Regions from separate parts of the Mus musculus genome. Here all the other regions are linked to region 7. A link is a contact called in public HiChIP or PLAC-seq, Micro-C and promoter capture Hi-C data. All regions are on one chromosome and are shown on one strand. The core of a region is the stretch at or near the end of the contact, and the rest is flanking DNA. Distances in the headings are between cores, read along the strand shown.

Region 1 (3,116 bases), core at 141-2,640, 580 kb after region 7:
GTCCTTCCTTCGTGCTTTAGGAGATGAGAGGCCCCTGCCCCATCCTAGATAGATTCCAAGCAAGAAACACACAGTGGGACAGGAGGGCATAGGAAGGGAGGCCTGGGGAGACTTTTTTTGTTTTTGGTTTTGGTTTTTTGGTTTTTTGAGACAGGGTTTCTCTGTGTAGTCCTGGCTGTACTGGAACTCACTCTGTAGACCATGCTGGCCTCGAACTCAGAAAACCGCCTGCTTCTGTCTCCCAAGTGCTGGGATTAAAGGTGTGCGCCACCACCACCTGGCTCTGGGGAGGCTTTTGAAGGAAGCACCCCCTAGCTAAACTTTATGATGAGCTGGACAAGTGCGGGGCAGTGGACTGGAAACACCAAAGAGCAGCATTGGCCGACCTGTACTCCAAGCCTCCTCTGCCCCAGTTTCCAAAAGGGACAACCTTCCATTCTCTGGTCCAACAACTTACACTACTTTACAAGCTACTAATCTTAGGAGGCCTCCCACACATCTTTTTTTAATGATATGGCCTTAGGAGGGTTAAACACACACACACACACACACACACACACACGTTAAGTTTAAATGCCAACTACTAAGCTTACTTCCATCAGGATTCATGCCAAGTCCTTTACACAAATAATCTCAGTTGTGCAACCAGCAATTTTTCCTCAGCTTTGCTCCAGGAAAACTAAAATTCAAAGTTGAAAGTTTGCCGAAGGTCATCCAATTACTAAAGGGATAGGATTTCAACAGAATTCCACCCGGCCTAACCGACCATTCTGTTAACCACTGCCAGGGTGAGCTGAGAAGGGCAGGACTAGGCTTGCTGAGTCCCTTGGCTTTTCTGAGGACCAGAGGCTCCCCCAGGAATCCAAACCTCTGCAAAAATGAAGGATGGGCCTAGTCACACTTGCAAATGAGGAGCGAGAATCCAAAACAAAAGAATTAGAATGAACCTTGAAGGGCCTCCAGCTACAAAGGGAAGCAGAACCTTGAGAACCTGTTGTGGAACAGAAAGACCCTCAGTCGACTGGGGGCGGGGCACGGGGGGCGGGGCTGGGAGCGCCCCGCAAGCTCTAGCCAGCCCTGCGGGACCCCCGAAGGGGGCGGGCCGAGGGAGGGCGGGCCGCAGGGTGGGCGGGGCATCGCTGTTAGGTCACCTTCCCAATCCCCCTCCATACTCTGGCTCCAGCAGGGCTGATCCGGGATCTCGATGCTGTAATCCAGCTCGGCCGAGGCCATGGTGAAGGTGCGGGTCTTCAGCACAGGCCTCCCGCCGGAACTCCCGCAGTTTCACCTCGGCGGGGCCGGGACGCCGCCGGGCCACGCCCCTCCCCGCCCACGCCCAGCGCTGTCCAATCCCCGAGCCGCACTCTGTGACCTCCCTGCCTAGCAACCAGGGAGTCGCTTCGCGCCTCGGGCGGCACCCACTAGCCCGGCCCTAGCAACCGCGCCCCGCCCCTACTGTCTTTGGGCCCCAGCAATTGGCTGACTCTCTTGATCTTGGATCAAGTATTGGTCAGTGGGGCAGCGCTCTCGGAGCGACCGCACCCTCCTGTGAAGGTAAGAGTCGGTGGGAGAGTTGAATGAAGTATTACGGGTCTGCAGAGGGCATCTCAGAACTTTGTCTTCTGGTACTTGGTAGAAAACTTGAACTTGCACCTCTAACTACATCTACCTCCATCGCCAGCAGCAGTTCCCAGGCTGGAGGCAGAAAAAACGAACAAAACAGTGTTAGGCGGCGCGTGCCAACGGGTCCTTCTAAACCTGTGGGTTGAGACTGGTTGCCTGACTGGAAAGGGGTCTTCGGGTAATAAGACATGGCCTTTCATGTGTGAGTCCAAGTAGTTTAGACGAGTACAGGAGTACAGCTTTCTTACATTTAGTAAATATTTTCTGAGCTGGGCATAATGGCGCATGCATTTAATTCCAGCTGTGAGGAGTTGAACTCTGTGAGTTTGAGACCATCCTGATCTATCTCCAGGACAGCCAGGGCTACACAGAGACACCCTGTCCAAAATAAATAAATAAACACATACATGCATACATACATAAACAGAAAAAGAAGCTATTTGGGTGATGGGAATGAGTGGGTATGGTGTGTAGGAGACAGAAACCAGGAGGAAAGTATTGAGGGCTGATGATTAATACGGTAAATAAAACCTCAAAGATGGCACTGGATTTACAAAGAAGTTGTTAGCAACCTTTGCAAGTGCCATTCCAGTGAACAAAAGAGTCAGTGGCTTGAGAGTGAGTGGGAGGTGACAGCATAGTGGTATGTCCCTGGAATCCCAGCCAGGAGTCTAAATGCTTCAAGCCATCCTCAGCTACATAACAAGTTCCAGGCTAGCCTATGCTACATGAGACTTGTCTTAAAAGAAAGAGGGGGGATGGAACACTTGCAAGGCAAGTTATTTTGTCATTCGCTGGCAACCGCTAGGAGGTACAGGCTTTTGTTCAGATGAGAGAGATCCAGCAAAGAGATAAAAGATAAAATCACAGGGGAATTGGGTATGTGAAAGCATATGGCCCCCAACCGTGGGGACTCTCACTTTACACTGCTGAGGAGTAACTGGGGAGATGGCTGAGCTAGTGTGAGGAACCAACTTAGACCCCCAGGACACACATAAAGGCTTCGGGGGCGGGGGGGGGGGGCTGGAGAGATTACTCAGTGGTTAAGAGCACTGACTGCTCTTTTGAAGGTCCTGAATTCAAATCCCAGCAACCACATGGTGGCTCACAACCATCTGTAATGAGATCTGATGCCCTCTTCTGAGGTGTCTGAAGACAGCTACAGTGCGCTTAGATATGATAAATAAATAAATCTTTTTTTAAAAAGCTGCGGGGGGGGTGTGGGGGGGCACACAGCTTTCCCAGAACCGAGGAGGCAGAATCAGGCATATCCCAGAGACTTGCTGGCCAGTCACTTTGGCCAAATCAGCAAGATCCAGATTCAGTGGAAAATCCCTCAAAAAAAAAAAAAAAAATGACAAGTGATGGTGAGATGGCTCAGTGACTAAAGGTGCTTGCTGAGCAAGCCTGGTGACCTGCACTCCCTCTGTGAAGTCACAGAAAGGAGGGAGGACAAAGCCAACTCCACACCATTAACCTTTGACCCTCGGCGC
Region 2 (2,868 bases), core at 100-2,599, 700 kb after region 7:
ACAGGCAGCAGATCTCTGAGTTGGAGGCCAGCCTGGTTTACAGAATGATTCCAGGACAGCCAAGTCTACACAGAGAAACCTATTTCAAGGAAAAAAAAAAAAAAAAAAAAAGATTTCACATCGAAGCCGGGCAGTGGTGGAGGGGCAGAGACAGGTAGGAAGTCAAGGCCAGTCTGGTTTACAGGTCGAATTCCTGGCTTCCTGGAAACTCTGTCACAAAACAAAACAAAAACCAAAACAACCCTCCACAACACCCCCCCCCCAAAAAAAAAACCCACACAGAAAAAGATTCCACATAGATCATAGATTCCTGCCACCTACTTGAGTTTATCTGTAATGGACTTCAAAGCTAACTGCCCAGTTGCAGGTCTCTAGCACCTAAGAGTGTCCAGTTCTCATTCCTCACTGTCTGGCCTTTTGCCTGCTGACTCGGTGCAATAGGTATTTTTGAGAATATGATGGGGAACTCAGGGTCTGGGGCAGAGGTACAGGTCTGGAGTCCCATCATGTCAAAGGTGAAGACAGAAGGACCTCGAGTTCAAAGCCAGCCTGGATCACATGACAGCTACTCTGCCTCAGCTCTCCTTTCCCTCAGAAGAATAATAAGGTAGAATTGGGTAGCAGAAGATGTAGCCTGGAACATGGTGAAAAACAGTGAATACTGGGAGGCAGGGGCAGGTGGATCTTTGATTTCAAAGCCAGCCTGGTCTACATAGTGGGTTCTGGGACAGCCAGGGCCACACAGAGACACCCTGTCTTGGAAAAACAAAACGCAAACATAAAACCTTGAATACCAGGCTCTGTTCCACAAACCCATTGCACAGTCCCAGACCAGGTAAATCGGGCTCTGCAGCGTGCTATTCCACAGTCCCCGAAGAGGGCAGCATGCTCTGTACCAGAGCAAGAGATGCTTGCAGGAAACCACCTGTGTTGGTGATGTGCACTGAGCAGTTTGCAACACCCCTGTCTTTCCTCCCCAGTTTGAATGCTAACCCTTACTGTTGCTCGAAAGAGGCCTCCGGATAACTGGCCTCCACTCCGACTTCAGCACACATTCTAAGGATGAAGGGGAAAAAAAGAGTCACTTGCACTGGGTAGCCTAGAGAAACGGAGCAGGGTTACACCTGCCAGGCGACTAGCTCAACCGGGGCTCCTTTAAGGCCAGAGCAGGAGGAGTGGCCTTTAAGAACGCCCAGGCAAGGGAAGATCTTTCAGGTGACGTAAGGCGGAGCAATGGGCGTGGCCTCTCCAAGCCTGGCAGCCAGGAAAGGGGCGGAGCTCGAGATGACGAAACACCGGGGAGGGGGCAGGGGTTCATTGATAAAAACGTCGGACTCCCCCTTGCCCTGGCGCGATCGCAGCGTAGAGAAACCAGGCAGCGCCACGCGCGGCCGGGGCCGGGCGGAACCGAGAACCAGCTCGGCAGGCGCTGCGCCGCGCCGTCCGCATGGAGCCCGCCGCCGGCTTCTTGTCTCCGCGCCCCTTCCCGCGCGCGGCTGCCCCGTCCGCGCCCCCCGCCGGCCCGGGGCCGCCTGCCAATGCCTCCCCGCGATCGGAACCTGAGGTGCTGGCCGGGCCACGGGCGCCGGATCCTCCTGGTCGCCTCATCACCGACCCTCTCAGCGGCCGTACCTACACCAAGGGTCGCTTGTTGGGCAAGGTGGGTCGGGGCTCCGGGGTAGCGTTGACGGAGGTGGAGGGGAGCTCTGCGGACCCGACCGGGCCACTCCGGAGGTGGAGAGGAGCTCTACGGGCCGGATCCGGCCACTCCGGAGCGCCCAGATCGATGATGCAGCTTCTTCTTTCTAGGGGGGCTTCGCACGCTGCTATGAAGCCACTGACACCGAGTCTGGTATAGCCTACGCGGTCAAAGTCATCCCACAGAGTCGCGTCGCCAAGCCGCATCAGCGCGAGAAGGTGGGTCCAGGCCCTGCGGTCCAAGGGATGGGGAGGGGATGGTGGCGTGGGAACCCTGGAAAGATGAGGATTTCACTCCCCTGTCGCAGATCCTAAATGAGATAGAGTTGCACCGAGACCTACAGCACCGCCATATCGTTCGCTTTTCACATCATTTCGAGGATGCTGACAACATATACATTTTCCTGGAGCTCTGTAGCCGAAAGGTCCGGAATGGGGGCGGGGTGGGTTCATTGGGAACAGGGGTAGGGGAGGAAGCGGGTTCTTAAGATCCAAAGCTGTTCTTGTCATCTTTAGCAAACACAGATGGAGGGAGGGTCTGGGAAGGCAAGCGGGGTCTGAAACAGTGACTTTCTGCAGTCCCTGGCCCACATCTGGAAGGCCCGACACACCCTGTTGGAACCAGAGGTTCGCTACTACCTGCGCCAGATCCTTTCTGGCCTCAAGTACTTGCACCAGAGGGGTATCTTACACAGAGATCTCAAGCTGGGTGAGATTCCTGCGTCTGGTCTGAAGGGTGGAGACCTGCGGAGGGATGAAAGGCGTTAAGAATCTGACGCGTCTCTCTGCTACTGTCTAGGAAATTTTTTCATCACGGATAACATGGAACTGAAGGTGGGGGATTTTGGGCTGGCAGCTCGATTAGAGCCCCCAGAGCAGAGGAAAAAGTGAGTGAGGGGATGGTGGCCACAGCCTGTTTGTGACACAGATGATGTACAAGGTGACCAGATATGTACTTGGGATAACCAGGGAAGGGGTAATGATGGGTTTTCTGTATGTGTGACAGTAGAGGTGGCAACCTAGGTCACTGGGTTAGGTGAAGAAGGACAGCAATCTTATGAGTGTATGGCACAGATGGGTGTCTAGGATTTTTGGAAATGTATGGGGAAAACATAGGCTAGGCAGTCAGCATGTGTAAGACACTGAATGGGAATGACAGATCATGATGGT
Region 3 (3,089 bases), core at 273-2,772, 550 kb after region 7:
GCACTAGGGGCCCTCAGGGCTTCTAGGCAAACACATTGCATTTTCCTCCTCCTCCTCCCCAGGTCTGTGTCAGGGAAATCAGTTACAGAGGAGAGAGTGAGTTATGGCAAAATTTGACCTCCCATGAGCTTCATTGGTGAATCTAATTTTAGCTCTGATCCCATCTCTTCTCCCATGGCGCCCTCTGCCCTGAAGGAAGAGGGGCCTGGGCTCAGCTGCTCCCTGCTTCCCTTGGGCTCTCCCCAATCGCTGCCGAAGAGTCTTCAGGGCCCTACCCGTCTCTGCTCCCTTCCTAGCTCCTGAGACAAGGGTTGGCTCCCTAGATGAGACAGAAGAATTGGTTAGGTGCCCAGGGTCAGTGTCCTCTTGTCAAGCTCTGTCACCATGGGCAAGAGAAAGAGGTACCTGCTTCTTGGCTTCTAACTCTTTCTGTGTAAAGCACAGCTGGCACTGCAGTTTGTGGTCATTAAGAGAGCCAGGCTGCATCCCATCTGCCTCCTGTTTTTCTGGGCAACACCCTTGAGATGGCCACTGTGTGTGGTCTTTGGGGGATCTCTCAGCAGGCTCGAAGGAGGGCCTTTGCCTCCGTAGAGCCATGACACCTGGTCTCCGGTGAGATCAAGTCTCTGCAGTGCCATCCAGTGCAGATGGGCACTGTGCCTCTGAGCTTGTTGCATGGTGCCCACCAGTCTGAAGACAAGTCAGAGCGTAAATCAGGAGGGTTAAACCAAACTGTTGCCACCCCCTAGGTAAGCAGCCTTAGTTGTCATTGCACAGAGCATTTCTGTCCTGGGGCTCTAGCAGGTCTGAAGCCTCTCAAGAATGAAGGATGGCGCTCATGAGCCCAGGAATGAGGCACATGGATGCTAGGGTGTGTGACCAGGTTTAGAAGGCAGTCTTGCTGAGTCAGTTCTGGAAGGCTGTTCTAGATTAGCTCTGCTGTCAGTTGCAACTGTTCACACCAACTGCAGCTGCTGCTTAGGTTTCTTGGCAAGGAACAGGACCCTGTGGCTCTTGGGCTCCTGGAGTGTCTGAATGGGTCAGGCTGCACAGGGCCCACTGCTTAAGCAAAGCCATTTCTGCATGGGATGTGCCAGCAGATGGGTGTCAGAGGCTCTCGGGCCTCGGGTAGGTATCATCTTTCTGGGTGTGTTTACACTGCGAGGTTGATCCTTTCAAGAATTCCTGAGGAGAGTTCAAAGAGGGCTTTTCTTTGAGCGATTTGGAGAGCGAGAATGAGACTTGAAGAGGGAATGGGGCCGGAGGGGCCTTTATCTGCAGAGAATTGCTCCAGCTTTCCTGATAGAAGCTGCTGCCGCCTCTTAAACAGCTTAGTGCAGTCAAAAGACAGGCTAACTTGAAAGGCTGTTTTACAGCGAGATCAGCGGGGGCCACGAGGCAGAAAGTGGAGCCTCCTCAATGGGAGGGGCTATCAAAGAGAGGCCCTGGCTGATCCTGACTGCCTCTGCCCCTGAAGCCCATCTGCAAAAGCTGGCCATCTGTCAGCCGACCCTCCCTGGCCAGGACCAATAGGCCCAACTCTTGGGGGGGGGGGTTGGGTGTGGCCCTGCCAGGCTGCTGGTGTCAGTGCAGTGCATTGATCGCCGCCGGGCGGGCTGGGCCGCAAGCTGGGCAGCTCCTGCTTAATGTGATTGAAAGGCAGTTAAAATGGCGGTGACCTTTTCAGGAGGAATTAGATTGCCTGCCAAGACCGGTTAGAGGGAGTGATAACGCCAGCCGAAGAAGCTGCCCGGCCGACTTCAGAGAGGGAGGCAGAGGCAGGATGAGCAGGAGAGTAGCGAGGCCCATTTAAGCCGTCCTGTGCATGCTGACAGCAGAGATTGCTGTCCTTGTTAGATATGAAAGAGTTGAAGAACTGTGATAAGTCCCTGCATCCCTTCATTCCTCTGTCCCCCCTCCCAGACTAGGGTCCCCTCGTCATCCTCAACAGAGCTTCCTACATGGTCAGACCGGCTGCCTTGAATGTAATCTAGGCAGTGGTCTAGCAAGAGTCATGGTGAAGACACTTGGCTCAGAAGAACAGGCTGTGAGCTTGAGAGCCTGGGGTTAATGACAAGGAGGGTCAATGTCTCAGGACAAAAGAGAGCAAGAGAACGTCGAGGGAGGTCGGTCTACAAATAGATTCTTATTTATTTAGAGAGGAGATCTCACTATGTCACCCCAGCTGACCTGGAACTCGCTGTGTAGACCACACTGGCCTCAGACTCGAGTTTCATCTGCCTCTGCCTCCCAGTACAAACAGATTAAGAAACAGAAATAAAGCCTGGGGAAATGAGGAAAGTCTTGTAGAGAGCAGCTCGTCTGACCCTCGGGTCTCAGAGCACTCTGGGCTGTGCACTCCGCTGCCGCCTGCTCACTTGAAACCTCAGGTCTTTTGCACTGCTCGTGGTGTTGCATATGGGCAGAACCCAGGGCCCAGTGCTTCATCTAAAGATACAACAATTAGGGTAAAAGGTGCTTTTCTGGGATACTCTGCCAAACCTAGGCAGAAGAGATGTCTTCAGGCTAGAGAAATGGGCCACAAGGGAGGCAGCCTTGGGATAACTGTGACCATGTGACCTCCATCCTCAAGGAGCCATGTGACCAATGAGTAAGGGCTCGATTTTCCTCTTATTCCCTACCTCCTCTGTCTTAGAGGTGTGGGGTGCTGGGCTGTAAGTCCTCCCTTGTATCGGTTGCCAGTAAGAATTCACTTGTCCAGACTTGGGGAAGCCAGAACTCAGTACAACTAGAAGGATCAGTCTGCTCAAAAGGATGTGGAAAAGATTAGTTTTAAATAAGGTGGCTGTTATGTTGTGGGCCAGGAGTGGTAAGATGGTTCACTTCCCAGGATGATGCTCAGGAAGTGGCAAGTGTGTGCACCTTTGTCTTTGAGCCCTGGCTGAAGCCCCTTTCAGGGTGACGTAGGTTAGAGACAGTATTTCTCTTCTCAATCCCAGCGCTCCTGATGCAGACACAAATGGGTCTCTAATTCCAAGGCCACCTTGGTCTACATAGTTGGTTCTAGACCAGCCAGAGATACAAAGTCTGTGTGTGTCTTGGGGTGGGGAGGGTGCTAAGGTAGTGGT
Region 4 (3,136 bases), core at 464-2,963, 570 kb before region 7:
CCCACCACCCATGGATCCCTCCCCAGCTTGTCCTGGCAATCCTTACCAGGTCAGCCGGTCATACTCGTTTTCCAACTTGTAAATGAAACTCCCCAGTGAATTCTTCAGATCGGCCACTTGATTCAGCAGGGCATCTAATGATGCCTCAAGCTGCTTCTCCTCCCTCTGCATCAACAGTGTGTTTGGTTACTCAGATACAAGTGAGCGTGACACATTCAGAAAAGCTAAATTGTTTTCTATCTTGGTATTTGGGTTACAGATAGCATCAACCCTTAGACCTTTCAACCTGTTCACCTGGCCTGAAGTCCTCCTACTAACTGATTCCTCTATAACCCTCCTACACTGTGGTCCTTCAAGAAGGTCATTGCACCAGACCTAATTCTCTTTGGCTTGAAACCTCATGATTTGTCTTTGTAACAAAACTGGCTTCGAACTCACTTAGCCTTGCACCTTTTTAATTCCATGCTCTCCTCCTCCCAGCTCTCAAACACTGCCTCTCCCAGTAGACAACATTCTCTTAGATTTGCAGTAGGGTTAATAGGAACGTGCTCAGGTTTCTGCACACTCTTCTTTGTCAGTTCCTCTTCTGGAAAATAGATGTGGCCTGCCTACCTCACGACTGCTTATTGTCACTGCGCTGCTTTCCTTGGGTGGATGAGAATCCCTCGTGTCACTCTGTGGTGTTGGCATTGACACAGTTTTGTTTTGTTTTTTTCAGGAAGTTCAGTTCACCTCAGAAAGGTTTGCCATGATAACAGGGGTGCTATCTGCACACACAGCCTAAATAATTCCCGAAGTTCATTATATCATGGGTGCCTCTGGTCATCCTCTTGTGAGTGTAGCTACTGTCAACCACACAATCTGGACAATCTCACACGTTGCCTCTCTGTAAGGTTTTCTCTGAATACCAGCTCTGCAATCCCCTTCCCGGTCCCCCAACTGGCCGTTTATCCATAGCATTTGGTGCTTTGGAAAGTCAACGTGCATCTTTGTGCCAATATTCCCGTGTCTCTTTCATAATTCGGGTGACCCATAAACAGTGTAGGTTTATCAGATGCAACAAGCCAAGTGAGTAATGAAAGAGTAATGAAAGACAAAGGCGAGGAAACCTGCACATTGTTTCTGAGTGTTAGACAATTTTAAACGCTGAGGCGGCAGAGGGTTTCCGTTTGACTATCTGAGGACTATTTACCCCACTTCTCCGCCCTTAGCAACGAGGTACAAGCCGGGAAGAATGATGCAAAGCTGATTTGCAAACCTGACTATGTGACTGAGGGGGTTGGACACCGGGTTCCACCCACAGCCTCGAATTACAAACAGCTTAGTTTTCATCCTTGGAGGCCCACGATCCCTTTAGCCTTCTGAAGCCTTATGACGCCTGTGTCCAACAGCCTAGATCGAGGCGTGCGGCAGCCCACTACTTTCCCGAGCCTTCCCAAATGCCACCACGATCCTTTTCCACGCTCAATCAAGTCCGCCTTTCCTCCCCGGGCCTCCGACCTTCTCACATCAGCGGGCTCGATGCCCGCGCCTCCCGCAGCTGGCCTCGCTCTCTCTGGCTCCGCTGCCTTTCCTCTGCCCTCCGCTCACAGCCCCAACTCCCCGGTGTCCTCAGCCCAATCACCCTCCCGCCAGCGGCTATAAGGCCCAACCCGCTTCTCACCTGCATTGCCGCGGCCCGGCGGGCGCAACCACTTCCCTTTCCGGTTTCTCGCACGGCTTGCTGCGCTCACCAATCAGAAAACTCAAAACGGGACCATCCCAACAACTTCCGGTTCCTGCCCGGTACAGAACTAGCCGGGTCAGAGGTCAGGAGTGGAGCAACCTCCCTGGCCCGGGCCGGCGCGGGAGGGCTGTGTGATGGCCTCGGAGCGCCCCGAGCCAGAGGTGAGGGATGGGCGGGCGCGGGGCCGAGGCCCGAGGGCGGGCGTGTGGCAGCCTTCACCCTCCGGAGCCTCAAGGAGGCCGTTGCTGTTTTGTTTACTCAGATGCCATCCTGATCTTCGTCGCCCATCCACAGACTTGTTAGCGATAGTGATGCTGATAAAAACTCGTGTTTTGGTTATTAGTTGGGATTTTCATTGTGCCACGCCGAAGCTGACCGACTTTGCGGGGTTTTTTGTATCTCATCTATTGGAATGCAATCAATAGCATGAGTTGATTTCGCTCTAGCGTTCGTGCTCTTGGCAAAGCCCTACAACCCTCTGGCCAGTCTTAACTTAGGACAGACCCTGCTTCCTTCTTTATAAAAGTATTTGTTCTGTGATGTGGCTTGGGGATCACAAGTTAAGGCAGAAAAGGCAGACGAGGCACCCGCCCCCCCACCCCACCCCCCACCCCCTAGATGCAAAGAACCCTATATGTATGTTTTGACATTCAGACTCCAGCAGGGAATCTGGCAGTATTTATTGTCATGTACAGAGCAGACAACTGAAGTCAGAGCAGGTGAGGTGTCATGCCATGCAAAGATACCTTAGGACTACTCCTTCCAACTGAACGAGCGGATCCGAGGAGGTACCAAATTTGGCTAGCGTGTCCAGGACCCCAGAGGGATAGCCTTGTAGGAGGGAAGGTTGATGCATGTGCGTAACGATACAAATAGCAATGGCTACTTGTCGAATTCTTACTGTATGCCAGCCACAATTCTGAGCTCTTTACTGTTACCAGTTCTTTCAACCCTATAAGGCAAACACCATTATCATCCCTCTTTTCAGGAAACTGAGGTGCCACTATTAAAAGAAGCATAGTTGTGCAGCTAGTATTGGGGCTAGAACTCCCAGGTAGGTGAGCTCGCTCTACAGCTACAAGTTGTCCTCTGACCTGCACACGTGCACTCTGACACGGGTGTGATCTTATATATGTATAATGTATGAGTACACACACCCGTGTATGGGGAGGATGTGATAAACTACACACATGAAAACCCTATGAGTGAATAGGGTAGAAACAGAATACCAAGAAGAAAGGGTGATGTTTAGAGAGGCTAGGCTCCCAAAAGAGAGGAAGAAGCAAGTGCTGTTCTGCAACCAGAATTGTGCTGAGGGTTAGGGTGGATGCAGAGGGTAAAACAGAGACTCCTTAGCTGTGGGGACTAAATGAACATTGGATTATAATAGGTGTTGCAGAGGCGTAAGTG
Region 5 (3,000 bases), core at 135-2,634, 790 kb before region 7:
GCCATTTCTGCAAAATAATCGGTGGGCCTCTTCGTAGGGACTTGGAGCTGATGGAGTCGGGGTAATACCGCAAGCACTGCTGCCTGGGCCTGCCGGTAGCTGACATTACAGGACAGGGTGTAATGAGGGGAGGGGAAGGGCGCTCATGTCTTCTTACTGCCTCTCAGAAGTTACCTAACCTCAGAGCTATCACATCCCACCAGCACTGGCAAGATAAGACAGACACACCAACTAAAACTCCACTGATTGCACATATAACTGAAATCTCACTTTATGTTTATTTACGAGGGGAAAATACTTCCAAGAGCAAGTCAGTTTAAAACAACGAGCTTATTAAATACTGCGCAGACTATGAACTGTTTCCCAATCATTACAGAAAGAGCACTCATAACATTCCCTAGGCAAAGTGTGTTCTAATGATTGGAGGCACCCACACAAGCTTCAAATGAATTATTCTGAAACATCCCTCGAGCAGGGTTCTGGTTAAACGGCGACCAAGAACCTATTCTTTCCACCAGAGGAACCCGCTAGATCCACTCGCACGCTCGTGCTAACCCCGCCCAGTGCCTCTGAGGTTGCAGACACACTAAGACCCCCTTCCTGTAACTCCATCGCAGGACCCATAACAAACATACAAACTCATTTCCCTCTGGAAGTCGTCTTCTGGATTAACGCCTTTCTTCTGGTCCTGGTTCTGAGGTGTTGGCTGAGTCTCACTGACTTCTGGCACTGGACCCAGGGTCACATCGAGCCTTTCAACCCACTCCAGATCCCGTCTGAATTCAGCCAAGCACTGTTTCAGGCCACTCTAGGTTAAGTCAGACAAGGCGCTCATGAGAACCGCGAGTTTGACTCTCAGAAACCCAAAGTCCTATGCTCAAATATCCGCACAGGATGACGACCGCAGCGCAGGGTGCATCTTTCCCACCAGAATCGGTCTCCCAAGAGGCACAGCGCTTGTGCGCATCCTGTTCCAAGGACCCCGACCCTCGCACGAGCTCACCACGTCATTCACTGCCTTCTTCGGCTTCTCTAGCACGACATTGAGACCTGGCTTCAGGAGTCCGCGGGAAAACGCATCCTGCAACTACAGACCGGGGAGCCTCAGTACCAAAGAGCTAAATAAAGTCCCCGTCCCAGCCCCTGCCCCGCTAGCTCCGCTGCGGCCTACCTCTTGATCTGAGGCCAGGCACGCATCCGACTCCGAGTCCGACTCTGAAAGCGGAGGGGTGTCCATCTCGCGGCCTTCCGCCCCGCGAGGTTCGGCTGCCACTCCACGTGCCCACAAGCAGCACCACCGCCAACAAATTCTCCACAAGCCTCTGCCTTTTCAACAGGGACTTCCGCTTCCGGGTTCATAGCCGCACTTCCGGTTTTCTCGTTGCTATAGGAACTGCTCTAGCGTTTGGGCGTGCCCGGATTGCTTCGGATCTTTAGGAAGAGCACCTACTGATCCCTACGTAGTCTAGTAACCCAGAGCCGTGAAGCAAGAGGTAAATAGTTTCTTTGGGGTCCTCCTAAGGATCTGAGGGCGGTGGGAGTGCAGGAGAGGAAGGAAAGGCTCGGAAAGAGCCCCGGGGGTGGGGTGGAAAGGAAGAGGAGCCTAGGGGCGGGGCGATGGAGGGGCGAGGCGGGGTCAGGGAGGGGCGGGCCGGGGCCATGGGCGGGGCGGGGCGGGGCAGGAAAGGGAGATGCGCTGCTCGGCTTCACTCCCACCTACTTGCCTCTTTCTTCATCTTTTGCAATACTTTTTGACAGGTACCATGTCCACCGTGGTAGCTCAGGCGCTTCATGTTTTTGGTCTTCGGCCTCACGTGACCAACAATGTCTTCTTCTTCGATGAACAGATCATTATATTTCCTTCAGGAAATCACTGTGTGAAGTACAATATAGATCAGAAATGGCAAAAATTCATTGCAGGTAAAAAAGAAAAAAAGAAACCACCTTTTCCATTCTGACACATACATTAAAGGCATGTGCTACACAAAACCGCACAATCTCAACGATTGGGAAGATTTTTTTTTGATAACTGGGTTATCCACATATTTTTATAAATGTAAACAAAATAAATGGCCATTTACACTACTTAATCATAGATTAACGTGACACAAGTAGCCAAAATGACAGGTAAAATAACACACGTTTTAAAAGTACTTTTCCACAATGACTCCAGAGAAGAGTTACTTTAAACAGTGTTTTTCTTGTATTCTCCTGCAGTTGTGTTTGTCCTCACCAGAACCTTCTTTTGAGTCTAACGGTTTTGAGAGTACATGACCTTCATTGAACCCATGTCTGATGGAGACGCTGAAATTTTTATCTTAAGTGACAAATAACCTTTTAACATTTTTTTTTTTTTTGGTTTTTCGAGACAGAGTTTCTCTGTGTAGCCCTGACTGTCCTGGAACTCACTCTGTAGACCAGGCTGGCCTCGAACTCAGAAATCTGCCTGCCTCTGCCTCCCAAGTGCTGGGATTAAAGGTGTATGCCACCACTGCCCGGATTATTTACTTATTTTAAAGAGTTATGTATACAGTTTTCTGCCTGAATGTATACCTGCAGGCCAGAAGAGGGTACCAGATCTCATTACAGATGGTTGTGAGCCACCATGTGGTTGCTGGGAATTGAACTCAGGACCTCTGGAAGAACAGCCAGTGCTCTTAACCTCTGAGCCATCTCTCCAGCCCCTGGAATATCCCTAGTTTTATGTTAATAGTTTTACCAATTTTTCAGTTACTTTTGTAAGATTTTGTTCTAAGGGGTATCTCTCTTATTTAGTTATAGACATATTTTACATATCCTGTATTCTAATAATTTGTCAGGTATATATGTTAGAAATAATTAGCTAAGCAGTGATGCCTTTAATCCCAGCACTGGAGAGACAGGGACAGATAGATCTCTTAGTTCAAGGCCAACCTGTTCTGCAGAGTTCCAGGACAGCTAGGGCTACACAGAGAAACCCTGTCACAAAAAAACAAAAGCAAAACAAAAAGTAAGAAAGAA
Region 6 (3,013 bases), core at 432-2,931, 690 kb before region 7:
CATAAGTATAACTACTATTCCTGCCTCACTGTTATGCACATAACAGCCCCAAAAGGGAAACCGATTCAGCTGAGGCCCCAGAACTTTAACTCGGGGCTCTGACACCAGAGTGTAGTCTGCCACGCTCCCGGGCAACCTGATAGTAGTCAGAGCAGCGGCAGTTCAATAGCAATTGTGTGGAGCTACCCAGCTCTGGAGCAGACCGCAAGAACAGAACAGAAGAACGAAAGAACATAAGATTGTCCCCAGATAGCCCAAGCAGCCCTGCCTCTCTGTTCCTGCATCAGGAGCCTCTCCTACTACATCCCTCAGGCCTTCCAGTGGAACCATCTCAGAGGACCAACTGAGTATGAAAGGGCCCTGATGAGAGTCATAGCACTCAGGGCTGGGAGACCCTACGGGAAGGGCATGTGAGCTGGAGAAGATCACATATACACGATTAGGCTTGGAAGCCTCGGAAGAAGGTCAAGAGTGTATGGAGAGATGCATGGGATCCTGAGGCACAGCTAGGGAAGGAGGAAGGGGACAGTTGGGTCTGTGCAGTGTCTGCTGGAGGGTGGTAAGAGTCAGAGACATCCCTGGGCAGAGTGGCCGGGCAAGGAACTGAAGGACTCAGCTTTGGCCACACTCCTCAATGTGGTACCCAAAGGATGACCTGACTCAAGATGCACCACCTCCTTCTCCAGTGACTCAGCCCTCCTCCCTGCCCTCTGCCACAGCGGTGTCCAAGCTACCTACTCTTTGTCCCTCTAGCCACCAGCTTCGATCTCCTAACAGGCATCTAGCCACCTCCTATCCACTCGGGAAGCCAACCAGAGCCTATGACTACAGCTCCCCGACATGCCAACATGTCCTCTTCTTAGGTGTGGGGGACTCAAAACCCAGCACGAGACCCCGAGACCAAGCATGTTCACTTCTGGGCTCTCATTCAAATCAGAGTTTTCATTCAAATCAGACCTTCCGGCTGGTGAGGTTGCTCCAGGGTCCACAGGTGACCTCTGACTCCTCAGCATCCAGTCAGAACTGGCCATTACCAGCCACACACTTCCCTGAGGCAGAGGGCTGGGTAGGCTGTGTAGGCTGGGTAGGCCTATGGTTGGGGGCTGGGAAGCTGGGTTTCTGGGCTTAGTGCACCAGGCTTGTAAAGTGAATTCAGGGGTGTGGGGAGAGATTGTATGGGGAAAGGGAAGCCTCAGAAACGGATCGTGCCTAGTTGACTCATTCATTCCCAGGAAACCTCTGGTTGCCTTCTGGGCCCTCTCTCGAGGCAGTCAGTATTCAAAAGACAAGAGTTTGTTATACTACCATGAGTTCATTTAGACTTTTCAAAGGTTTTATACCCGTTCCCTTTCTCCCCTGCCCTGCTCTGTGAATTCTTCCCAAAGACATAGGCAAAGTCACATCCCAAATGCCTCTGTACTCACAACCCACACCTGTCTGCCCATCCCCCTCCAACTGTCATTTCACAACCCACAACACAGTAATGCACACCCCTCAGATCTGCAGATACACACACTCAACTGGATCTAGTTTCTCTGCTGCACGCAGGAGCCCTTATGGATCAAAAGAGGCCTGAGCACCCTCTCCCACGACCCCAACGTCCCCTTTCCGCTCCCACCTTCAGACACTTTGCACAGTCCGTGGAGGTGGCTTCCGGCTGAGACTGCTGAACCTGGACAGGTGGGAGGGCCAGAGCAGGCGCTTGACTCACCTGGAACACTGGCTAGGTGGGCGGGGCGGAAGTGCAGGTGAAGGGAAGGCGGGGCACCAGCCAGGATTTGCAGCGTCCTCAGCAGGGAGGACTCACTCTAACACATTGAGGGGGCAGTAGGCTTGTTCCCTCCCCCACAGCTGCGGATTAGTGCAACTGGAATGCAGAAGGGGTCCAGCCTGTCTCCAAAAGGACAGATCTCAGCAGGCACCCCTACCAGCCCTGATAAACAAGTGGATTTCCAGTGCCGGTACAAAGTTCAAAGTTGAAGCCGGGAGTTTTACAGACCTGCAAAGGCAACAAGCCAGATGGTACCATGAGGGGAGAGAGCAATGAACAGTCTTCCCAGGCAGAGCCTGAGGAAACCAAGCTTGCTCCAGACTTCCCTGAAAAGTGCTAGCACACGGTGCGCGTGCACCTGTGTGTGTGTGTACACTGAAGTATCTACTCAAGGGGTTCAAACCTTTCTTCAGGTCTCCTGGTCCCCTTGACTTGACTTGCCAGACCCTTGGCCCTCTCTCTTCTTTCTCTTTGCCTCTATCCTGAGGACGGATGTCTCATTTCCTTCAAGATACAGCTCAGGGTCACCTCTACCCTGGCCAGCAGAGTCCGGGACACTCTTGGTTCAGTGTTTGTCAGGAACTTGGCCTCATTCCCACCCAACCTGCCTCCTAGCTACCTGGATGGTCTGTCTTCCCAGGGTAGAAGACAGTGTCAGAGGCACTCTGGGCTCTCATTACCCAGCACAGTACCCGAGGCTGGACACCACAGGACCAGGAGGTCACAGCTGGAGAGGGGGCTGCCCAGAGCGGTTGCCAAAGAAAAGTTCTGTGATGTCCTCTGTTTACTGACAAAGGGCTGCGGCGAGAAGGAAAGTGAGCAGGAACCGGAAGGGTTAATAACTTACAGGGTGCAGGCCTATGAAAATCTGTTTTATCTTCCTGAGAATGTGTTAAGACATTGAGTGGTAGGCATTGCCTGCAGCCCTGGCTTATCCAGAAGCCATGGTTGCTTCTCCATGCAGACAATTGGCCTATCCCAAAGCCCTTCCCAGTTGGGAGCAGTAGCCCTTTCCTCTTGCCTATAGCCTTAAACTGAATGCCTGTCTTAATATCCATTATTAAGTCCTGTGGCTTTTTAGGTCACTCCTGCATTTTTCCTTCCCACAACTGCTACCTAGCCTAGACTGGGACGCTGGTAGGGGGTGTGGCTAAGTGTAAGTTTAATTTTATTTTGAAAGAGTATCTGTGTGGTCCAAGCTGTCCTGGGAAGATGTCTTCCTCTTTCTGTTTCCTAAGTGTT
Region 7 (2,861 bases), core at 322-2,821:
TTCTGTCTCAAAATACAAAACCAAAAAACAAGAAAAAAAGGAAAAAAAGTAGAACAGGCTTTGTGAGGGAGCTATCATAGAGTGCTAGGTGGGTACGCGGCTCCTTTAAGAGTGACTAGCGAGGGGCGTGGCCTATGGAAAACAGACCCGAGAGGGGGTGCGGCCCCTTTAAGTAGCTGCCCGGCCGGACTTGAAGGCCCGGGACGGGCTGGCAGTGTGGGGCGCGGTCACTTTTGGAGTCATGGCACCGCCCGGAGTGCCCACTTCCTCGAAACGAGACCGGTTCGCTTTAATCAGTGTGCAAGGTGTGTTGGGGGGCGGGCGTTACATCAGCCACCACGTGTGCGCCTCTCAGCTGGCGTGGAGGATGCCGCCCCGCCCCCCGCGGTGGAAAAGTACCCGGGTGCCGAGGTCTCCGCCCCCTTGCCCCGCCCCCGCCCGTCCTCGGCCCCTCCCGGGTCTGCGGGCAAGCCCCCTCCCGGCTCGCTGGCCTCAGCTCCGGCCCGTGTGTGGCTGCCTGCTGCGGGGTACAGGCTGGGAGCAGGCGCTCGGGAGCTGCGGGAAACCAGGCCTCACCTGTGGCCGCCCGCACTCGCCGCAAGCATGCCCAGAAGGAAGGCTAGAGTGAAGGCTCGAGTGGCAGGGCGTGGATTTTTTCCCCCCAGAGTAGCAGTCCCCCAAAACCACTCTCCGCCCCGCAATCCCTTCTCAACGCTGCAGCCACGCGAGCCGCGGACAAAAGAGAACCGGAGGGCGCTGGGGTTCTTCCTCGCTGCTTCCCAGGAACCGCGGGCGCGCGGGAACCGGCACCCGGCGGGCGAGTGGGCGGGCAGATTAGGAAGGCCGCCGGCTGCGGCGCCCAGATAGATAGCCAGCACGGCTGGGAGAGGAGGTGGGGCGAGAGGCTGCACGCGGGGCACAGACCCCGCTGCCGGCTCCCGGCCGCGGCAGACCCACTGGCGCCCCAGAAAGACCGAAGACGCTCTTCGGTTCCGGCGCTGCGCGCACAGCCCCGTACCAACCACCTCCGACCGAGCCGGCGTCGGCACGCAACGCACCCCCTCCATTCCGAAATCACCCTCCCTCCCGTCTGCTTTAGTTCCTTGGTGACAACGATGACACACAGACACACGCACCTACCCAGACCTTCGCGGCGAGACAGACATCCCAGTGCGAGCACTCACACTCTTAGCCACAGATACCCGCAAGCAAACGCTATCTCATCCACGCACCACACACACATCCATACACATCCTGGGGCTCAGCCTCCCAGAGTCACAGAAACGCCCAGAACGACGGCTGGACAGACCTAGGCTCGGGCCGCAAAGCCCCCTTCCCCCAGCTCTCTTACCATACTGCTGCCCCCGGCCCAGGCGTGCTGGGTCCGCACCGCGGTGCGCCCAGGTGGCTTTCTTAAAGGGAAAGTTGCATCAGCCTCCCGAGGCTCTCTGCAGCCGCCAGTCCTCCCGCCCCGCCGCGTTGCCTGCCGCTCCTCCAGAGCTTGTTGTGTTTTGGTTTCGGGGAGGCGGGGGCTAAGAGTTTGGTGAAAGTTTGGAGAGTGAAGAAGGCTTGAGAAACCTAGCCAAGTCCCTCCCCTCCCTGAGCGGCTCCCCTGGCCGCCCTCCCCCGCCCTGGTCCCATCTCCTCCCTCCCGCGTGCCGACTACTCAGACTCCTCCTACCAGGGAATAAGATTACAAGTGGCTCTAGTTTTCTGATGATTGATCCTCACGAACCCCTGGGAGTGGGGCTCGGCAAAGGAGTCCCCTTCTCCTTCGCCTCTCTGCCCTTCAGTTGGGACACTTGGAGGAAGCAGATGTCCTCCCCTTCGGGCTAGGCTTGGAACGAAGCCAAAAGGCCTGGGGCGCTTTGGGGGGCTGGGGCTGCAGTTAGCCCGCCAGGCCCCTGGCCTTCTGCGCCTGCGTTCCCCCTAGAGAGACGTCAAGAGCAAATTCCGTTCCCTTTGCAGTAGCGCCGCTAGAGACTGTGGGCACAGCTGAGTAAAGCCTGGGGCCCACTCCTTGGAATTGCAAGGCTGGGGAGCCCTTTCTCCCCGAATTCTCCACCACTGATTTGATCAGCCCTACCTGGTTAGTTGTGCCACAGAGCCTACCTACTTCAGGTGCCTGGATTGCAGTATCTGCCAAAAGATGCTTTGTTGAGCCTCAGTTTCCTCCTCTGCAAAATGGAGAGAATGACTTAAGGAAATGCATACCCACGTGAAACTCATTGCTCCAGATTGGCAGTGGTGCCTAGCAAATGGAACAGGCTGCCACATTTGCTTACCTTGAGCAAGCTGCCAACCCTCTATCAAACCAGACAATACTGATTGCCAGAGGACTGCTGTTGCTTCGCAGGTGCTCTGCAAAAGGCCCTGGTCTGGAGAGGCAGGCTCCGGATTCCACTCTGTGCCCCGAGTTCTCACCATTTTCCGGCCAGGAAACTTGCTTGTTTATTGACATCCAGTCTCCAAAGAGCAGGCGCATCCATGTCAAAGCCGCGCACAAGATCAACTGGTGTGAGAAGCCACCTTATTAATTTATAATCACTGAAAAAGACAGCAGCCAGCACACTCCCTTCAGTTGGGCCTCTCTCTACCCCACGGCTCAACCACAGCCCTTTCCCAGAACTACCTTCTTATATACTGCTTTCTGCTGTCATGGAACTCACAATCTGTTCATTCTCGAGATTTGGTCAGATCTAGGAAGGCACTTATGTCCCTTTTGAGTTTGCCCGTGAACACAGCAGTTATAAGCCTGCTTGGGGTTTATAGTCTCCCACGAACTAATTACCAGAGTTTTGTATAGAGTAGAGAGGGGACACACACGCAGATCTACCTAAGCAATCTGTTGTGCCTGTGGG

Evidence for each region. Promoter capture Hi-C pulls out the DNA fragments that hold promoters and counts their contacts. Hi-C and Micro-C count contacts between places; a contact is called where the count stands out from the background. HiChIP or PLAC-seq counts read pairs in DNA pulled down with a chosen protein or histone mark.
Region 1: a contact with region 7 is called in an H3K4me3 HiChIP or PLAC-seq map of embryonic stem cells, with 4 times the contacts expected there. The contact joins the promoter of Armh1 here to the promoter of Slc6a9 in region 7. A contact is called at or near these places in 4 of 39 promoter capture datasets (the 3T3-L1 cell line, hippocampal neurons, liver and 1 more), 2 of 484 Hi-C or Micro-C datasets (both in embryonic stem cells) and 3 of 115 datasets of contacts at active chromatin or transcription factors (embryonic stem cells and forebrain).
Region 2: an HNF4G HiChIP or PLAC-seq map of pancreatic cancer cells shows a contact between it and region 7. The contact joins the promoter of Plk3 here to the promoter of Slc6a9 in region 7. A contact is called at or near these places in 2 of 115 datasets of contacts at active chromatin or transcription factors (neural tube and pancreatic cancer cells).
Region 3: a contact with region 7 is called in a Micro-C map of embryonic stem cells, with 2.1 times the contacts expected there. The contact joins the enhancer-like site here to the promoter of Slc6a9 in region 7. A contact is called at or near these places in 4 of 39 promoter capture datasets (the C10 cell line, hippocampal neurons, neural stem cells and 1 more), 2 of 484 Hi-C or Micro-C datasets (both in embryonic stem cells), 7 of 115 datasets of contacts at active chromatin or transcription factors (embryonic forebrain, embryonic stem cells, large pre-B cells and 3 more) and 1 of 9 other capture datasets (embryonic stem cells).
Region 4: a contact with region 7 is called in an H3K4me3 HiChIP or PLAC-seq map of embryonic stem cells, with 4 times the contacts expected there. The contact joins the promoter of Med8 here to the promoter of Slc6a9 in region 7. A contact is called at or near these places in 6 of 39 promoter capture datasets (the 3T3-L1 cell line, the SN4741 cell line, embryonic stem cells and 1 more) and 4 of 115 datasets of contacts at active chromatin or transcription factors (embryonic stem cells and pancreatic cancer cells).
Region 5: an HNF4G HiChIP or PLAC-seq map of pancreatic cancer cells shows a contact between it and region 7. The contact joins the promoter of Cfap57 here to the promoter of Slc6a9 in region 7.
Region 6: a contact with region 7 is called in a promoter capture Hi-C map of embryonic stem cells, with 2.3 times the contacts expected there. The contact joins the promoter of 2610528J11Rik here to the promoter of Slc6a9 in region 7. A contact is called at or near these places in 1 of 39 promoter capture datasets (embryonic stem cells) and 1 of 115 datasets of contacts at active chromatin or transcription factors (differentiating embryonic stem cells).

What each region holds. Positions count from the first base shown.
Region 1 is chr4:117,250,191-117,253,306 of GRCm38.p6, reverse strand. It overlaps Armh1 (armadillo-like helical domain containing 1), which reads left to right and starts at 1,390. Exons shown (of 13, transcript NM_001145637.1): 1 at 1,390-1,554. It overlaps Tmem53 (transmembrane protein 53), which reads right to left and starts at 1,356. Exons shown (of 3, transcript NM_026837.3): 1 at 1,173-1,356. The coding sequence starts at 1,233.
Region 2 is chr4:117,132,444-117,135,311 of GRCm38.p6, reverse strand. Plk3 (polo like kinase 3) reads left to right here and starts at 1,349. Exons shown (of 15, transcript NM_013807.3): 1 at 1,349-1,660; 2 at 1,810-1,917; 3 at 2,007-2,123; 4 at 2,278-2,407; 5 at 2,498-2,585. The coding sequence starts at 1,448.
Region 3 is chr4:117,281,939-117,285,027 of GRCm38.p6, reverse strand. The region is part of intron 8 of Rnf220 (ring finger protein 220); the gene reads left to right. Among named protein-coding and RNA genes, the nearest start is that of Gm12843, 5.9 kb to the left of the region's middle. Within about 2 kb of position 1,522, at least 55 of the 459 cell types and tissues checked have an H3K27ac peak or open chromatin away from gene starts, as enhancers often do. A contact at or near this core is called in embryonic stem cells, where this site is marked.
Region 4 is chr4:118,407,914-118,411,049 of GRCm38.p6, reverse strand. It overlaps Med8 (mediator complex subunit 8), which reads right to left and starts at 1,713. Exons shown (of 7, transcript NM_020000.3): 1 at 1,664-1,713; 2 at 47-165. The coding sequence starts at 1,669. It overlaps Szt2 (SZT2 subunit of KICSTOR complex), which reads left to right and starts at 1,787. Exons shown (of 72, transcript NM_198170.4): 1 at 1,787-1,887. The coding sequence starts at 1,861.
Region 5 is chr4:118,619,169-118,622,168 of GRCm38.p6, reverse strand. It overlaps Cfap57 (cilia and flagella associated protein 57), which reads left to right and starts at 1,384. Exons shown (of 23, transcript NM_026789.5): 1 at 1,384-1,493; 2 at 1,759-1,920. The coding sequence starts at 1,764. It overlaps Ebna1bp2 (EBNA1 binding protein 2), which reads right to left and starts at 1,370. Exons shown (of 9, transcript NM_026932.4): 1 at 1,172-1,370; 2 at 1,004-1,087; 3 at 636-808; 4 at 1-99. The coding sequence starts at 1,237.
Region 6 is chr4:118,525,943-118,528,955 of GRCm38.p6, reverse strand. 2610528J11Rik (RIKEN cDNA 2610528J11 gene) reads right to left here and starts at 1,681. Exons shown (of 3, transcript NM_025572.2): 1 at 1,619-1,681.
Region 7 is chr4:117,833,968-117,836,828 of GRCm38.p6, reverse strand. It overlaps Slc6a9 (solute carrier family 6 (neurotransmitter transporter, glycine), member 9), which reads right to left and starts at 1,571. Exons shown (of 14, transcript NM_008135.4): 1 at 1,352-1,571.